Regions from separate parts of the Capsicum annuum genome. Here region 1 is linked to region 2. The links are chromatin contacts, called in public Hi-C maps. All regions are on one chromosome and are shown on one strand. Each heading gives the region's core, a stretch centred on a gene start, on an enhancer-like site or on the middle of the called end of the contact. The rest is flanking DNA. Distances are from core to core; before and after follow the strand shown. Region 1 overlaps LOC107878208. Region 2 holds the start of LOC107878207 (probable lipid-A-disaccharide synthase, mitochondrial).

Region 1 (4,860 bases), core at 1,794-4,293, 45 kb after region 2:
ACTGGCCAGCAGTTGACCTATGGGATAGTGCAAATCCGGAAGCATCAGAGAAAGTTGGGGAAATTCTTCCTATATCCAAAACCAAGGACGCTGAATTACAAAATAGTTCAAACGAACCCTCAACTAGCATTGATTGGTTTCAAGATGACACATGGCAGACTCATAATGCACCCGCACCTAAACATGATACATCAAATGGAGAACATGATTCTTTTGACGAGTGGGATACTTTTACCTCCTCTGCACCCATCAAAGATCCATTTGAGAATGTACCTGCAATTAAAATTGATACATCAAATGGAGATCATGATTCTTTTGATGAGTGGAATACCTTTACCACCTCCTCTGCACCGAGTAAAGATGCATTTGAGAATACGCTGGTGCAAACCAACAAAGACAATAACAGTAACGCAGAACTAGCAGATTTCAGTTCAAACCTTGAAGATATGGATTTTGGCAGTTTTTCGCTGTCAGATTCTTTTTCAGGTGCACCTGGTAAAGAGAGTATTTCTGCAGAAGTGAATGGAAATATTCTGGAAGTTCCTACCATATTCAGGTGTGTGCATGTTTTATCTTTTTGGTAATATGGCCTCAATATTGACTGATTTTGGAAGACTTATCTTGTGGAGATTCCAAAGAACATAGGCATCAACTATGACTCTTATACTGTGGTTGGGATGAAAAAATAAGGGGCCGGAGGATTGGAAGGGAATGTGGGGATCATAGGTTAAATTTCCTTGTTTAAGAGTAAAGGAGGTGAAGCATATTTAAAGACTTAAAGGGGTCAGAATATCCCTCCACATAAGCTTTTCCCATTTGGAAAGGAAGTGGGAAATGTTTCGGATTTACTTCCTCCTATACAAAATGATTGTAAGTATATTATCAGAATCTTACGTTGGGGAAATCATTCAGTTAATTTCTCTCTTTCACTCTCCCTCTCCCCTTCCTGGAACCAAACATAGAGATAAGGTAGAAATAGAGGAAATAGATCTGAACATATTGAAATCACAGGTATATGACCCTAAGAAAAAGCAATAGAAAAGAAGAGAATCCTAAAGACCACAGGTTTCAACCATGGGCCTGAAAGTAAAATAAACTAAGTCACAAATACTGTAAGAATTTCAGAATTCAAATATGGAATGTAGTGTGCATGAATTCATCAAAAAGAAAGTTACAGAGGAAGATTCATAATCGTTAAACACGCTTAGCATTCGAATTTATAGCTTATTCAGTGAAAATTTGAAACTGAAGAAGTAGGAACAGAGTATTTATTGATAGCTTTCTTTCATCCATGAGGATCTTGGTCCAATTCTCACTGGACACTTCTCCCCTTTGACCACCTAGTGCCTTGCTCAAGTGAAAACAAGAATTTCAAAGAAATGGAAAAAAGATACAGCCATGTTCGTTAAAAGGGTTCTACAATTTGTAATGGCATAGAGATTGAGAGGGAAGCGTCTGGAGAAGTAAGATCACCTGGGCTTGTTTGGAACACTATTCCCGTCTTTCCAGGATGAGAATTACGTGTTCCTTGTCCCTGAGAGGTAAACTCTAAACAATAACAACAATAATGGTTCAAACCCAACCTAGTTTGGAAATAAAATGCAACCCCCCCCAAACCCACACACACACACACACACACGCACGCAAAAAATAAAAAGAAGAAAAAAAGAGTTTGGCATCGACATATCTAGCTTTTCAAAAGAAAAAAAATGGTCTATTAGAATAGATTTGATCTGTGTCCAGTTGGTTTTTATTAGTTTGCTGGCTAAGATTGTCTACATTGTGATGTGGCTAGAGTATCAAGGTGAAATTTGATATTGTCGATTTTTCTTCAGATGAGTCTAACTTCGGGACTCTGGGCAGTAGACTACCTGAGATGAAGCACTAGAAGAAAGAGATTCAGAAACTAGATGGAAAAGTGGGTTTTAACAAGTTGGCAAAATAATGATACATCTGACCTCTTTTGCTGAAAAAAGGGAAGAAAGATACCTTCTATTACTTTTCCTTCTTGAAAAAGGAAAGATAGCTTCTGACTACTGTCTATAAAACCATTTAAGAAGACTAGTAATGACTAGCAATGTTCACTAGTGAATGGTGACTGTCGAAGCTTATGTCTATTTAAAGATATCTAGACTTAACATCTAAAGTGGGAAGAGGTCCCATTGCGACTGTAAATAATGAAGACCGAGAAAATGAGAAATACTTTAGGAGGCAGTACTTGGAGAGGTTACCTTGTTAAATAAAGATTGAATTCATGTTTTCTTTGTTACTATTGTTTAACGGTTAACGCCTGCACTCAAGTTAAATCAACAATTTCTAACATTTCATTTGACATCTTTTAGTGGAGTTGATACCCCAAGCAAGGCTGGTGACAATGCTGTGCATGCTTCAGAGAATGCAGACATTCGTGATGAATTGAATCCATCAAAGAGTGATATGGATATAGAAGGTATAATGTCGCAGATGCATGATCTTTCTTTTATGCTCGAGAGCAATCTATCCATTCCCTCGAAATCGAACACTTCTCTTCCCAAGGATTGATACTCAGTTTGCTCATGTGGTTTGACTTCAAGATTCATGATTCATGTAATCTCATGTATTTTATTGTAAGAGAATACGATCGTTTTTGTAGCTTGTTATCTTAAATTTCTTGAATGGGTGCAAATGAGTGACACGTTTGTTAGCATGATATTTTGTTGTAACTGAAGAGAGAAATAGAAGAGCTTGCTTTTTCTTTTTCTTTGGAGTGGCAACTCTTAACTTCCACACATCCCTGGAGTATGCTTTTGTATGGTATTGTCAATTAACCCCACTTTATAATAGGAGATGCATTATGGATCTACAGGCCCCAAGGCTCTCCGAGCAAGTCAAAATGCATCCTCTGAGAGCGAGACATTGTATTGTGTATATGTACTGATTGGACAGAAAAGCTTAATTGTGGCACAGTTATCTCTATTCAGTGACTATTTTAGCAATGAATATCCTTGACTCCCATTTCATACTTAAAACAGACAAAAAATGGAATAAACAATCAGGACTTGTACGTACTTAAGTACAACTTCAAAAGTGAAAAATGAGTCGGAAAACATGTTATAAGTTACTCTTCAAATTTGAAATGCACTTCAAATTTGTAATTTCATGGCCGAACATTCATTTTGAAAATTATTACGAGAAAAGAAGCTTATATGGCCAGGCTGGTTCTAAATAATATGCACATTTGTCCTCCGGAAAAAGAAAAAAGAAGAAACAAAACCAAAACCCATTTATTTGCCAAAAACAAATGCTTAAAAAAGAAAAAAAACAAAAAGCCAATTCTCTCAAAGATCAAATGGTATTGTAAAGAAAACAACACCACATATAACTTAATTCAGCTGAACAAAGCTACAATTCAGTGCATAACAAAGCAGATGTATCGGTTTTAACCTATGTTGCTTCGACTCTTCAATAGTCTCATTGGGTGCGTGTCGGATTATTCAAAAATAGTGGATCTTTTGGAGAATCCGACAAGGGTGAGGCATCAGAAGTGAAGAGTCTTAGCAACTTAGGTTTTAACGAGGCTCAATAAGTTTTCAGCTTCTAACAGTTGAAAAGTTAAGAAACATTTTTTCCTCTACTGAGGTCATCATACGTTGCCTTTTCCTATTATTACAGAATTAGTTCACCATACGGTATCCTTATTTGCAATGATGTTACTCTCTTTAATCTGCGAAACATTTAGACGTCCATAAATATTGAAATGTAGCACCTGCAACGCCCATGTAGTTTCGTGATCATCCTGCAAAAGCATATGCAAAATTTTACAATTATACACATGAAGCTTTAACAGTAGTTGAAAATATCTATGTAGACGATATCGCTTTAAGATATTCTGATACTAGTAGAAATACTATCAAAGATGAAACAAGTACTACTGAAAGTTTTCAACCTTGAGTTCTAATGAACGATTGCTTAAAGAGGTTTGTCCGGAGTAGTTGCAGGAAACTGAAGAACGAGACAAGGCTAACGATGGGGGTTAAGTTATCGATGGTCACTAAACTTACTCTTTGTAACACTAAAGTCACATTTTCCTTTTTTTGTAAGAGTAAAGTCAAAGGACTAGTTTTTGTAACTGTTAAGTCATGGCCAGTTGCATATGTTCATTAGTAGTATGTAAAAGAAAAAAAGGAGCAGATGAACTCACACGAAGAATGTCCTTAAAGGTCTTGTCAAATAACTGAGGAGGAACTTGTTTTTTTAATACATCACATGGCCTGCATTATGATGGTGGATCAAACGATAAATCCAAGTGAGATATAACTAACTCATAGTTACAGAGAAATCACAAATTATGAAACTCGAGCAGCAGCATGGATGAGAATGTTTACCCGTGGAGCCATAATACTTCTGAAAAACTTATATAACATTGTATTACATATTTTAGTTGCAGCCAACAAGGTTTTTTAGAAAGTTTCTCTACCACTCGGTTCAAGACCTGTACTATCGAGAAGAAGCGATCAGCCCCATCACAACAATACGTCATTCCCTTCTCTTGCATCAGAATTTTCATAAGTATGAGAGTTGCAACCTGTGGAGGTACAATATTCCTTTCATATATGATCCAAGAAACAGCAAACCAACAAAGTCATTCGAACACTATTCATAAAACAGAACGGAAAATCAGAGTGACAAACATATCACAAGCACTTCCATTTTCCTTCCTAATGACCAAGTGCCCCGTTTCTCCTGTAAAGTTTGCTAGCATTCCTCTCAAGGATGTTTTATCATTAGGTATACCGTATGGTGTAGATGCATGCAGGGGCATAGCAAGAGGAGCGGAAGGGATTCATCAAAGCACACTTCGTGGGATAATAACATTGTATA
Region 2 (4,758 bases), core at 1,711-4,210:
CTCATTGGAAAGAGTATGATGCCTCTCCCCGTGAGGTCTTTTCCTTAGGAGTACAAAACGTTGGACTCCATGTAGCTCACATGGTTTATATCGGTTAAGAGAAACTCCCTAAACTAAAGTATTTTCCATTGAGATAAGATATTTTCCTTTAAAACTAAAATACTTTCCCTTGATATGAGTATTTTTCCCTAAAGCTTGAAATGAGATATTTTCCTAACGTGAATGAAATGCCTTCAAGTATGTTCCAAAGTTATATGATTTTGAATTCCAAGTATTTGAGTTCAAAAGAGTTATGAGTTATTCAGCATTAAAGAAGTTTTACTCTCCATGAGACATATGCATGAGTTAAAAGTATTGCCTAAAGTTTCCTTTAGCCTTGAGTAATGAGAATAAGAGAAAAGTACAAATTTCAAAGCTAAAAGTATAATGACTCACGAGATTTGTGTTACATTCTCCAATCTACATGATTCATGAGCTTTACATTTTATACATATTCGAGCCATATGAGTCATTACTTATTGCATGCATGATTTTATTAAAAAGTGTTGATGTTGTATTATATAAATGCATGCACCCCCACATACTCAGTACATTCCCAAGTGTTGATCCACATATACGTCTATGTGCTACATTGTCTTATAATACAGGTTCAGGTGCTCAGTCTCAGCCTCGTTAGTGACTTTCGAGTATCTCTGTCTACATTTCCATAGTGGTGAGTCGTCATGGTTCGAGGACCTATCTTCAGACATTTCTGTATTTGAGAGACTATATTATTACTTTCAGTTCATTTCGAGTTAGTTGGGGACCTTTCCCAACGGCTCTCTAGTTCATGGATTAGTAGAGGCTTTTTCAGACTAGTTATCATATTGTGGTTGTGTTGAGGTTTCCAGTATTGTGGTCGTTTGGATCGAGCATCTTCTTCGTATTTTCATTCATATGATATGACTATGCTAGTGTTTGAATTATTTCATCTTGAAATGAGTGTTATTAGTAGAAACAGGCTCAAAGGGTTAGCTGGGGTCTACTTGTAGACTTAAGCACCGTGTGACATCCCGAGAGGTGATTTCAGGTCGTTACAACAGTTTATGTGAGTACAAAGAACATTTTCAATTTGTTCAACTAAGGTATTTTTCAAAGATATACCTTCTTCTAGGAGATCATGGATGATTACTTGCAATTCCTGAACTTGAGAGACAACCGATTTGTTATCTATCATTTTAAAGTCCAGAAAGCTTACAACAAAGAATTTCTTAATTCCTGCATCCCCTGTCTTATATTTTCGTTCTAGTGCCCCCCCCCCCCCCCCACAAAATTCCTTCAATGTCTTAGTTTCACTATAAACATTGTAAAGGTCACTCAAGATATAATTCCTGCAAAGAAAATCTGAGTGTTTACAAGCCTCTACAATCATGAGACGCTCTTTGTCCGAGGTTTTCTCAGGCACCTCAGGAGCATCCTCACTGGTGAACCTTTGAAGGCATAGAGTGGTGAGGTAAAAGAACATCTTTTGTTATCATCGCTTGAAGTTAATGCCCGTAAATTTTTTGGGTTTCTCCGTCGGTGCCATTGTTGGAGGAGCATTCGTGCGACTTGTTGAGGCAATACTTGTTGCCCCCATAGACATTGCCGCATCTTGCATTTGACTTTCGTTAGTCATTTTTCTTGTCACCACAAGACAGTAAATTTAGTATTTTCAGAATACTACTTTTAAGTTAAATAACTTTAAACTCTTCTTGTTTGTAGTTAACGATGAAGTTTTGATTACTTTCAATCGTCAATCGAGTGACCTTTAACTTGTGATGAAGATTTTATGTCTTCAAACCGCTAGTTAAGTTCAAACGGAGTAAAAATCTTAAAGTTTTAATCTCCAAAAACAAGCAATACAGATTCTATAGATTATTCCTTAAGATTGTATTTTGTATGGTGTTTCGGGTACAAGAATTTGTATACAAACAACACCAACTTCAACACAAGTTCATGTATAAACAAGAACACCTTTGAAGTTCTTTAACACCTTTAACACAAGATTACTAATAATCTATCCAAGAAGTGTGTTAGATTTATATCAGTGTAAAACTCATGAAAAATGACACCTAGCAGTCAAATGCAACATATTAGGCCAGCTAGATATTTCTATGGATGATTGAGTCAAGAGGTCTCCTTATGTGTCAATCCTTACATCTCTTCATTCTTATGTTTCTATATATAATTTGGATCTACACAAAATTTTCATTATGTCATTTGCTCAACAAGTTTATCCACTAATTCTAGAATCTAGATGCATATAGAATTGCATATCAAAATTTGAAATTTGAACATAATTGCAACAGTAGCATAACTTGTACTAGACATTTTTTTCTAGCTCCATGCTCGTGTGCCATCGCATTCTATTTTACTTTTTGTTCATTTTTAAACAACCTATTGTAGAGTAAACTCGACCAACCTAACTAAGGAAGGGTATATTTGTTGTATTTTTTTGTGAGTCAAGTCGGTTGGGATGAGTTAAATTAGGGTGTACTTTATTTTTAGAAACAAAATATTTATGTTGATTTTGATTTTTCTGTTAAATGAAGAGTACAAATGAAAATTTCTTAACAACGAGGATAAAATTGACCTCAGGTTATAACAACGAAAGTGAATTTGATCTTAAAATATGATAAGTGGTATATTTAATTAATTTTTTAAAGTAGAGAAACAAATTTGATCCTTTTCTCAAAAATAAAACTAACTCTTTTATTGTGGGCCTCAACTATTAAGGGTTCGTTTGATGAGGTATAAGGCATAATAATTAAAAATAAAATATAATATTAATTAGTCTCAAAGTTATTTATTCCACTACTTATATTATATTGATGAAATAAAGTTATCACAAATGCATAATCAGATAATTAACTCTGAATAAACAATTTTGAAATTAATTATTCAGAATAACCTATTCCCAAATAAATCACCCCTATAATCAGATAATTAACTCTGAATAACTAATTTCGAAATTAATTATTCGAAATAACCAGTTCCCAAACAAACCGCCCCTAGTATAAAGTTGAGGGAGTATAATTTAATTCCAAAGCAATCAATTCAAGGACGGAGGGAGGAAGTGCTGGTGAGTCTGTTCACTGTGTGCCATTTTCCACATACAAGTTGTTTAATGAAATTCCCATTTTAATTTACTTTATTACTTCCCCAAGTTAAAGGGTTTTACTAAGATTTTTCATACATATATTATTTTGATAATAGGTCAGCAAAGATATGATTTTTAGAAGAATTTGGAATGTGAATAGTGAGATAAACATGAAGTTGATGAGACAGATAAGAAGAACATTCTCAGTTTCAAGTAAATCTACAGTTGATTTTGCTTCAAAAGATGGTGAACTTAGGGTCTTCATTGTTGCTGGGGAGGTTTCTGGTGATATAATTGGTTCACGTGTAATGACTTCTTTGATAAAGCTTTCTCCTTTCCCTGTACATTTTGCTGGTGTTGGAGGGTAATGTTTCTCTTTCTTTTTAGTTATTTGTTCATCATATTTGTGCCTTTTTTTGGTCTGCCAGGAATAGTTCTTTTTTGCAACATTATATAACTTTTAATTTGAATAGGAAATTTGAGGTACACCCCCTAACAGTGTGTTTGAATGATTGATACCTATTGTATTGTATTGTGTCGTTAGTTTAAACACAATGTTTGTTTTGATTATTACTTAAATTTTATTATATCTCATAGTTAAAATCCATCATTAACGTAACGGCAAAAAGTCCCATTCAATGAAACAACCAATATGGTATGGTCGTATCGTTACCTTATTTTTTCCTCATTTTATCTTTACTTATTATTTAATATATTTGATATCCTATTTTACCTGTTATCCTACTTTTGAATAGTAGCCCCACCCCATATTCTACTTTTCCTGTTGGTTTATCCTTCAAAATGGTTGATGTATGAGATTATGTAATAACAAAAAATGATATAATCTCAAGCATGTATTAATTAAAACAATACAGAGCACCACAATACAACCTTCCTCGGACTCTGGGCATAGCGGGAGCTTTAGTGCACTGGATTGCTTGCTTTTTTATTTTTTTTTATTTTTTACAATACCACACAATACAGTGCAATATGATACATTATGAAACAATACGTAACAACCATACAAAACAAAGTGTAAGATTTTTGTTAGGGTGTGTGAACGAAAGTCCACAGACCCCACTATGTGGGAATATACTGGGTTTGTTGTTGTTGTGTGAACGAAAGTTCAAAAATTTGTAGCTGCACATAATTGATAACTATGCCTAGAGATGTTTTCACACTTTCTGGGTATCCTTATTGATAATTAGTAGCTTGTTAGAGTTACTAAGTGAAAGCTAACTTGTTCAAAAGCCAAGTGTATATTGGAGGGGTGAATCAGACTACAAGACAATTTATCTTCATCTGTTAGGCCATGAACTGTAAACTACCTTGGGCACACAATCAGAAGAAAGACAAGCTTTGGATTAGCTGGATGCACACATAATAAAGAAGCAAGATTTGGCACTTATGAAGGCACTTAAACAAACACTTATGGAGGCACCTAAACAAACATTTTGGATGACAGAGAAAATTCTGAATATGAGGAGGAAGCACTTGTTAGTTATGAACACAGACAAGAAGATTATTCACAATGGTAAATTCTTAATCTCTTGTATTTACAGGTGCGTGAGAGGTGAGGTGGATAACATGCAGTCATAATGCAGACTGCCCTAAACAAACGTTTGTACTTTGGAATG

Evidence for each region. A called contact is a pair of places that touch in the nucleus more often than the background predicts.
Region 1: a contact with region 2 is called in a Hi-C map of leaf, with 2.5 times the contacts expected there. The contact joins the enhancer-like site here to the promoter of LOC107878207 in region 2. A contact is called at or near these places in 2 of 5 Hi-C or Micro-C datasets (bud and leaf).

The regions. Positions count from the first base shown.
Region 1 is chr7:185,696,313-185,701,172 of UCD10Xv1.1, forward strand. LOC107878208 reads left to right here. Exons shown (of 3, transcript XM_016725128.2): 2 at 1-556; 3 at 2,343-2,740. The coding sequence ends at 2,541. It overlaps LOC107878209 (CCR4-NOT transcription complex subunit 9), which reads right to left. Exons shown (of 9, transcript XM_016725130.2): 7 at 4,365-4,564; 8 at 4,181-4,250; 9 at 2,834-3,775. The coding sequence ends at 3,659. Among protein-coding and RNA genes, the nearest start is that of LOC107878208, 6.7 kb to the left of the region's middle. Within about 2 kb of position 3,044, at least 2 of the 5 cell types and tissues checked have an H3K27ac peak or open chromatin away from gene starts, as enhancers often do. A contact at or near this core is called in leaf, where this site is marked.
Region 2 is chr7:185,651,698-185,656,455 of UCD10Xv1.1, forward strand. It overlaps LOC107878207 (probable lipid-A-disaccharide synthase, mitochondrial), which reads left to right and starts at 2,961. Exons shown (of 9, transcript XM_016725127.2): 1 at 2,961-3,103; 2 at 3,238-3,485. The coding sequence starts at 3,250.